Linked DNA regions of Pan troglodytes: region 1 is linked to region 2. A link is a contact called in public HiChIP or PLAC-seq data. All regions are on one chromosome and are shown on one strand. Each heading gives the region's core, a stretch centred on a gene start, on an enhancer-like site or on the middle of the called end of the contact. The rest is flanking DNA. Distances are from core to core; before and after follow the strand shown. Region 1 holds the start of CACNG8 (calcium voltage-gated channel auxiliary subunit gamma 8). Region 2 holds the start of CACNG7 (calcium voltage-gated channel auxiliary subunit gamma 7).

Region 1 (4,428 bases), core at 320-2,819, 45 kb before region 2:
CTAACAACCTGGGATAAGAGGGGAAGGGAAGAGGACGGAAAGGAGGGAAATTCTCCTTCCGTCCAAAAAAAAAAAAAAAAGATTCGAAGATCTTTTCATTTTGTCAATTTGGGGCACAATCTGGTTTCAGGGACTCTTAGTCCATCGTTCAGCAGCTGCCAGGGAGAAGAGAGCTGGGGACCCCCAATTCTAAAGCTTCCGGATATGAGGGGGTCACTCTCCTTTCTCCTTAGGAAGGGGACCAGCTCTTTTCTCCAGAATTCGGGGGGGGGGGGGATCACAGAACATTAATTCTACCTCCACCCACCTCCGATTAATAAAAAGATCTGTCTCACCTCTGTTAATGATAGGTCAACTCTCCGATGCACGGAGGAGGGGACGTCGAGCCCCCCCTGTTGGCACCCCCCCCAGAAAAACCTTTTGGCTCCCAATTCTCGCTGCTTCCCCCTCCCCCAGCAGTGAGGGACCCAGGCGTCCGACCTGGTTCGGGGAGTGGAGATGAGGAGGCGTATGGGGAATGGGGGTGCTGAGGCCAGGCTGGGGCTGGGGGGCAGCTCTGAGCCTGGGCCCCAAGGGAGTGAGGGTCGGGATATATATATTTAAAAAAAAAGGTGAGGAGACAATTTGGTTCTCGTGTCGCTGGGTAAAGTGCGGAGCTGGAGGACGAGAGGGAGGGAGTAGGGAGGGAGGGGGAGGGGAGCTGCTGAGGGATGGGGAGCCTCGGAGAGGAGATGGATGGGGGAAGGGAAAGAGGGGGGCAGGGTCGAGTGGCAGAAGGAAGCCGGAGAAGAAGAGAGAGATCCAGAGAGGGAGGGAGAGAGACAGAGAGAGACGAGGAGAAACGGAAAGAGAGAGACCCAGAGACCGCGAAACAGAAATGGGGGAGGGAGAAATTTGGGGGAGGCAGCGGCTGGAAGCAGAAGGAAGTTGGAGAGATACACACAGAGAAATATCCAGAGAGAGAAGGGGACAGGGACAGAGACTCAAAGAGAGAAACGCAGGGGCTGGGGGGGAGGGGGTGGGGGAGGGCTGGGGTAAGTGTGTGGGGGGGTCAGGATCTGGGAAACAGAAGGAAAGAAGAGAGAGGGAGAGAGTCATCCAGAGAGGAGGGAGGAGGGACAGATGGGGAGAGACAGACAGAAAGAGAGAGACTGAGAGGATGGGGGAGAGAGGGGGGAGAGGGAATGAAATGGAGAGCGGGTAGGGAGAGAAATTGGGGATGGGGGCAAGGTCTTGCTAGAGAGAAGGAAGCTTTAAAGAGAGAAGAAGATGCGGAGAGGGAGCGGGGGAGCAAGATAGTAAATGAAAGAAATGGAGGGTAGAAGGGCCTGGATGGCAGAAGGTACCTGGGGAAAGAAAGGCAAGTGCAGGAAAAGAGGGAGACCCAGAGAGAGACAGACGGAGAGGGACTGAGACAGGAAGAGAGAGAGATCCAGAGAAACAGAGGCAGACACAGAGACTGGGGATGCACCCGAAGGAAGCCCAGAAAAAATAACGGGAGAGGGGTGAGGCTGAGAAGCCCTGAGGAGGTCAGAGATGAAGGATACCCCTGCCCCCGCCCCCTCCCGCGTCCCCAGCCCCGGATCCCTGCCCCCTCCCCCATTCCAATGCCACCACCCCCACCCCCACTAGCCTCCATCTCTCTTCAGCATCGCTTGCCGCCGCCACCGCCTCTTCCTGTCGTCATAGCAACAGGATCCAGGCGCCCAGCCAAGGCTGGCAGCGGCGGCCGGAAATGAGGGGAGGGCCTTTTCAAAAGGACCCCAGGAATGCTCCCCTTTCCCAAAATCCAAGGGAAAGCGCAACTTCCCGGGGTCTTCCCACCGCTCCTCCTCCAAGTGGCGAGGGCAAAGATTCCCGCCCCCCCACCCCAAATAAAACAATATTGAACTTACCACGTTAACAAGCCTTTTGACTTTCACCAACAATTTTTTTTCTCTTCTCATCAGCCTCCCCTCCCCTAGTTCAAACCTGATGGGGAAGAAGGGGTAGAGTTAGATGCCCCCGAGATGGGGCTGGGGCTGGGAAGGAGAGTAGAATGCCAAAAGCTTGGGTGCAAATATGTCTTAGAGAAACTTGTCTGGGACTGGGTAGGGGTCTATGCAACAGTTTTGAGAAGCATGGATCTGTCCGTTCTGGAACTAGCTAGTAGGTTGGGGAAGTGGAACAATTGGAGGTGGAAAGTCTGAGATCAGAGTCTGAAAGTTCGGTCTTGGGTCCAAATTTCACGGATGCTCCCAAGGCTTCGTGTGACCTTGGACAAAACACTTCTTCTCCTCTATACTCAGTTGCTCTTGGTTATAAAGGGCACAGAAGCTGCCTCCAATCAAGTGAGAACGCGGATGGGAAGTGGGCTTGCACGTGGCTCTAGGCAAGCCGTTTACTCAAGACCCGATCCTCGTAAAAATGTTATCAGAAACTAAGAACTAGTAGCCATGGCTGATTGAAGGCTGTTGGCATGCTTCGCTGTCTTACAGAAGTCCTACAGAATCTTTGCAGTGTGGGCACCAATGTTCCTATATTATCCATGAGTAACCTGAGGCTCTGAGACAATAGGGGTTATGGGGGTGGAGGGCGGCCAACAATAGGTGAAATTCATAGTCATTTAACCCAACACACCTTTACTGCTCCCTCCTGGGGGCTGGCAGAAACAGGAATAACCTGTGTTCCCTAAATCTATTTACCTAGTGTTTGCTCCTGCTGGTTCCTTCCTTTGGAGGGGCGATATCTTTCAGTCCCCAGCATCTCACATTTCTACTGAAATTTCTTTAGGTCGTTTCACTTAATTCTCTCCCCGCCCCATGGGAGAAAGTTTAGACATGCATTCCAACACTCCTGGTTTAGAAGCTAAGAAACACAGCCCCCAAGGGAAGGGGTCTGGAATTCATTTGTTTGAGGAAAGTTGATTATTTTCTGCTCTTTTGCTGGGGGGTGCGGGGGGAGATACATCAGCAAACAATGATGATAACCAATATAAACTGGACATTTAGGCTGGGTGCAGTGTCTCATGCCTGTAATCCTAGCAATTTGGGAGGCCGAAGCGGGCGGATCACCTGAAGTCAGGAGTTTGAGACCAGCCTGACCAACATGGTGAAACCCCATCTCTACTAAAAATACAAAATTAGCCGGGCATGGTGGTGCATGCTTGTAATCCCAGCTACTTGGGAGGCTGAGGCAGGAGAGTCGCTGGGACCAGGGAGATGGAGGCTGCAGTGAGCTGAGATCGAACCATTGCACTCCAGCCTGGACAACAAGAGTGAAACTCCGTCTCGAAAACAATAAAAATAAAAACAAACTGGGCATTTAATATTACAGACTCCAAGGAGCCTGAGGGTATTTGTTCCATCTTCAAAAGAAGTGGGTTCTGTTAGCAGCCCCCACTTTAAAGATGTGAAAACTGAGGTTGAGAGGTCAGTTGTATTGGAGGAAATTCATCAGGACATCAAATTCCAGAGCCTATGCTGATATAACTGCACTGGTGAGAACGACTATGAAGATAATTTTTTAAAGCCAGGGTTTCCCAACCTCAACGTTCTCAACATTTGGGCTGGATAATTTTGTGTGGTGGAGGCTGTCCTGTGCATTGTAGAATGCTGAGCAGTACTCCTCGCCTCTATCCACTAGATGCCAATAGCACCTCCAAATAGCACCCTAAAAATAGCATTTGGGGACAACCAAAAATGTCTCCAAACATTGCTCAATGTCCCTTGGGGAACAAAATCGCCCCTGTTAAGAACTATTAAATTATACGAACTAGCAACTGGGGGAAACCTCTTTATTTTATTTTAAATGAAAATATATTTCCTAGTCAAATCAATATAGGCTCATGGTTTAAAAAAAGAAAAGAAAAAAATCAAATGGTACACAAGGGACTACAATAAAAATAATTTAGCCTGTTCCACCTCAAGTCCTTTTCCTTATTGGAAAAGTCTATTAACATTCTTGTTTTTGCTTTCGTTCTTGTTACTTGAGACGGAGTCTCGCTCTGTCGCCAGGCTGGAGTGCAATGGCGCAATCTCGGCTCACTGCAACTTCTGCCTGCCGAGTTCAGGCCATTCTTGTGCCTCAGCCTCCCGAGTAGCTGGGATTACAGACACACAGCAACATGCCCACCTAATTTTTACATTTTTAGTAGAGATGGGGTTTCACGATGTTGGCCAGGATGGTGTTGATCTCCTGACCTCTTGATCTGCCCGCCTCGGCCTCCCAAAGTGCTGGGATTACAGGCATGATCCACCATACCCGGCCGTCTATTAATATTCTTAGCTATTTCTTCTCTTACTTGCCTTGACATCCCTAAATAATGATTTTCTTTTGGAATCAAAATTATACATTATTTATAGATATTTTTTCTCTAATAGATAACAAATCAATTCATGCAGCCCCCGCTTTTCCTTCCCTTCTTCCTCAAGTGTTAGTTCTTCTATT
Region 2 (4,363 bases), core at 634-3,133:
CAAGGTTGCAGTGAGCCGAGATATCACCACTGCACTTCAGCCTGGGTAACAGAGTGAGACTGCATCTCAAAAAAAAAAAAAAAAAAAAAAAATCATGAATGAGCTGGACACCACCACCACCACCACCAATCCAGCATCCTCATCAGAGCACCCCAGTCAAACAACGGACTCTCATCCTTCCAACTAGGATTCAGTGCCCTGAACTCTAAAATCTCAAGCAGGAGTCCCAAAACCCCCTCCCCTAACACACGATCTGAAACTTCCTACCAGAGGTTCTGGACCCCGGTTTCCCATGCTGGGACTTCCAATCACAGATCTTCTTCAACATCCAGCATGGAGTCCCGATTTCATAACATTAGACTCCAAACAGGAGATCCCCAGTTCATCTCTGTGGCCTCCCCAATTCCACTTAGGAACCTAGAAATTCCAGCGAGGGAGCTCCTCAACCCAGATCTCAAGGACTTGAAATTCCTTACCCGCGATTCTCCCCCGACCCCTGCAAGATTTTTCCCCAAGCCACGCAATCCCGTGATTTGGGGGTCTCAACTTGGGACCCTTAGCCTTTATCAACCAGAGACCTCTACATCCCTGAATACCTGGGATCTTTTTAACTATGAAGGTTGAGACCCCTCAACATTCTCCCCTACAAACTAATCAAGACATAAAACTCCACTTTCCTCAACCAGAATTCTCCTAGCCTTGCAACTCTGCTCCACCTGAATAAAGACTCTGGAGTCTGAGACTCCTCCCCGCTCCACCCCGCACTCCCAGCCTCCAGATCCCCCCTCCTTCCCCCCCCAACCTCTTGGAGGCCTCCGAGATCCGGAGTCAGGGAACGCTCTGGCCAGCTTTTCCTCCCATCCCCCGCCTGGCGGCTCAGGGGTTTGACCGCGAGCTGCCTGGTCCTCTCGCAGCCCTGTGGGCTCGGAAACGGGCACCATCACCCTGGCCACCCTGGCTGCCTCCATCCCAGGTAGCCGATCTCAGCTTCCCCCTTTCGTCCCTCTGACTCTCCGCTGGGACCTCGTCCCTTCTCCACATTCTCGCACCCCGTTTTAAAACCCAACCTTGCTCCAATTCCTCCTCACTCTCACTGGCCCGCCCAGATCTCCTTATTCCTCCAGCCTTTCCTCCTTTGGGACCCTCCCCCCAGGCCTGGAGCCTCCTCTTCTCCCTCTTTCTCCCACCCTTTCCCGGATTCAGGCATTTGAATTTCCGGGGTCCCATCTGCAAGTCTTAAGCCCAAACTCCATCTCTCTTCCATCTCTCGGGAGACCGTAACTCCCCCTTTCTGGGACCCCTTTCCAGACCCACACCCTGCTCTGGCCGGGCCTGGGTCCTCCGCCCTCGCCCCGTACCTCGCCTTCCTCAGGGACCCGGCCTCTGCCCTCCCCAGCCCACGCTCGCTGCGACTCGGACGTGAGGAGTGCAGTTTCCCACTCCGGGACCCTCGGACCCCGTCCTCCGGGATCGCCAGGCCCAGGTGTCCCTGCATCCCCCATAGCCGCTCGAATTCGGGCGTCCCGACCGCCAGGATCTCACCACCCCTGGAGCCACTCGGGTCCCTTGTTGCCCCAAACCCGGCTCGCAGCCACCTCGAGGGGCGCCCCTTCTTCCTCCCAGGACCCTCCGCTAGCGCTCACCTCGCTCAGGGCTGGGCGGACGCTCCGGGCCGCGGGCCCCGCAGCCGCATGACCGGCCCCGAGGCTTCCCCCGGCCGCCGCCGCCGCCACCGGGGTCGCCGGTGCCCGCGCCCCCCGCCCCCGCCCCGGAGCCCGGCGTCCCGGCCCCCTCCCGGCCTCCCACCCCCCACCCCCCGCGGCCGCGGCCTCACTCGGCGGACGGAGCCGGGAGCAGGAACCGGCGGCCGCTCATTGGCTACTGCGGAGGAGGGGAGGGGCGGGGAGGGAAGGGGGGAAGGATGCAGCGAGGGAGGGAGATGGGCCTTGAGGATGGGGGAGGCAGAGAGGGAGAGAGAATAGAAACAGAGGCAGAGAGCCCGAGAGGGGCAGAGGCACAAAGAGAGACAGGGCAGAGAGAGAAAGTCACGCCGAGACCTTGAGGCCGAGAAATCCAGGGACTCAGGTCTGGAGACTGAAGGAGACACAGAGACAGAGAGAGACAAAGAGGGAGAGAGACAGAGTTTAAGACCACCCCTCACCACCTAGGCGCAGAGATTCTGAGGCCTGGGAAGTGGAGAGGTCAGAGACCAGGAAGAGACAGAAAGAGACAGGGGGACGCCCAGAGGCCTGGGGCTGAGAGATGCTGAGACCCAGAGACCTTGAGCTTGGAGAAGAGACAGAGACAGAGACAGAGAGACAGAGAGACAGAGAGAGACAGAGAGAGACTCTGAGAAGGAGAGACAGCAGGGACAATCCTGGGGGTCCCCTGACGAGGACTGGGGCTCTAGCCAGGCCTGGGGCGGAGCCTGGGGTCTGGACGGCTGCAGGAAGCGGGAGGGGGCGTCCCGGGCCGGGGTCCCTACAGCAGCGGGCGGGCGCAGAGCGGAGTCGGGTCCTGCAGCCGCCGCGGAGCCAGGAGCCGGGCCAGCGCCCCCGCCCCCCCCCCCCCCCGCCGTGATGTCAGCGGGGCCACTCTTAAAGGGGCAGGCCGCCCGCCGAGGGTCGGAGCGGGGGCTGGGGCCTGCGGGCACTGGATGGGGGTGTCGCGGCGGTGATGAGGGAGAGAGGGGCAGCCCCAGCATCCACCTGGACCGGGTCATGGAAACCCAGGAGACTGCAGGGAAGAAGACGTGCCCGGGTCCGCAAGGAAGACTGCGAAGCTTTGGGGCTCAGTCCCCTCCAAACACACAGACAAGGCACACCGCTCCGCTGGTCTGGCCCTGACCGGAGACTACATTTCCCATCAGCCCTGGTGGCAAGGAGCCGCACTTGGGGGAAGGGTCTGCCGCGAGGCCTGCGGGGAAATGTAGTCCATCTGCACGGTCCCCGGCACTCCCCAGACTCTCAAGTGGGTCAAGGGAAAGAGGCCCAGAAGGCGCGTCTGCCTGCCGTGTGCCTCCGTCGCCGATTCCTAGGCTCTCGGGTTCTGGCTGTTTTTGGTTGCTCTGGCGTGGGGGTCTCTTCCTCTGATCAGGTCTCTAGGTCTCTCAAGAAGAGGCCAGACTGTGATCTCCCCGCTTGGGAAGGACTTCTCCCCAGTGTCTGAGCCTGGGTGTGCATGTGAGCTTGCGTGGCTGCTCTGGTGAACACGGACGCGCTGGGTCTCTGCGCGGGGGTCGCCACCTGGCACTCTCAGTGATCTCCGTGCCCCTCTCTCGCTGTGCACTGTCCACGTTGGTGCCCTCTGTGATATTTTCTCTCCCTGTCTCTGTCTGTCTGGGTCTCCTGCCTCTGTCTGCGCGCGCTTCTCTGCTTGCTCCCCTGCAGTGGGTGTCTCCCCTCTCACTTTGTGGGTCTCCATGCTTTCCTTCTCTGTTTGTATCTATGTACAGTCACTGTCCCGCCTCCACACCCCCTTCATTCTCCAAGCTTACAAGAAAATATCCAAACACTTCAGCATCAGCATCCCAAATTTATTCTCCAGCAGCTGTGGCCGGGTGGGAGAGGCTAAGGGAAGAGGAGGGGAGGAGGAGAGTCCCAGAGAGTGGCAGGCACTGGGGAGGGTTGGGGTGGGTCCGAGCCAGACAGGAGCCATGCACGGCAGGCGGGCTGCGGGGAGAAGTGATGGCTTCGGGATGGGTAAGTCTAGAACAAAAGCTGATTGGGAGCCTCTGGGGAAAGAATCCTCCATATATCCCAGAAATCCCCAGAGCACAGCAGCGGGACGTACTGGAGGAGGGGGGCACGCCTCCCACTCATCTAGAACTAGAGTGGAGGCGGGGGGCCTCGGAGGCCGAGGGCTGTTCTGGAACCTGAGTCTGGAACAGCCAACCCCGTGAGGCTATTTCCCCAGGGGTCTGGGGGGAGGCATAGAACTACCAAGATGGAGTCTCGAACCCCATGGAGTTGGGGATGGTTAGTGGTGTGGTCTCTGGACCCGATTGGGGCAGAGTCCAGAACGCTAAGTTCAGGGAGAATATCGGGCTCCGCTCAAGTCTTGAACGCGGGACGGCTGTAGAGGCTGTATGGAGTTCAGAAGGCCAGGAACGCTTGGGAGGGGCGTCTAGAACCCGCGGGGGCAGAGCTGGAATGCTGGGGTGCAGGATCTAGAATGGGACAGGGGGTGGTGAAGTTGGGGGTGAAGTGGGGGCTGCCGCCGGCACGGCGGAGGGGACGTTGGGGACACCTAGTGGCGGCGGGTGAGATTACATGACGGGCACAGGCACTGGGCTGGTGGGGCTGCGGGCATCCGGGTGCACGAAGTCGGGGTTCACGTAGGTGAAGCCCTGGAAATCGGCCTG

What was found. HiChIP or PLAC-seq counts read pairs in DNA pulled down with a chosen protein or histone mark.
Region 1: an H3K4me3 HiChIP or PLAC-seq map of stem cell-derived excitatory neurons shows a contact between it and region 2, with 3 times the contacts expected there. The contact joins the promoter of CACNG8 here to the promoter of CACNG7 in region 2. A contact is called at or near these places in 1 of 7 Hi-C or Micro-C datasets (stem cell-derived neural progenitor cells) and 1 of 1 datasets of contacts at active chromatin or transcription factors (stem cell-derived excitatory neurons).

The regions. Positions count from the first base shown.
Region 1 is chr20:56,778,962-56,783,389 of NHGRI_mPanTro3-v2.0_pri, reverse strand. It overlaps CACNG8 (calcium voltage-gated channel auxiliary subunit gamma 8), which reads right to left and starts at 1,569. Exons shown (of 4, transcript XM_063802266.1): 1 at 336-1,569.
Region 2 is chr20:56,734,471-56,738,833 of NHGRI_mPanTro3-v2.0_pri, reverse strand. It overlaps CACNG7 (calcium voltage-gated channel auxiliary subunit gamma 7), which reads right to left and starts at 1,883. Exons shown (of 6, transcript XM_001174727.8): 1 at 1,644-1,883. It overlaps PRKCG (protein kinase C gamma), which reads right to left. Exons shown (of 20, transcript XM_063802261.1): 19 at 4,272-4,363; 20 at 3,515-4,168. The coding sequence ends at 4,126.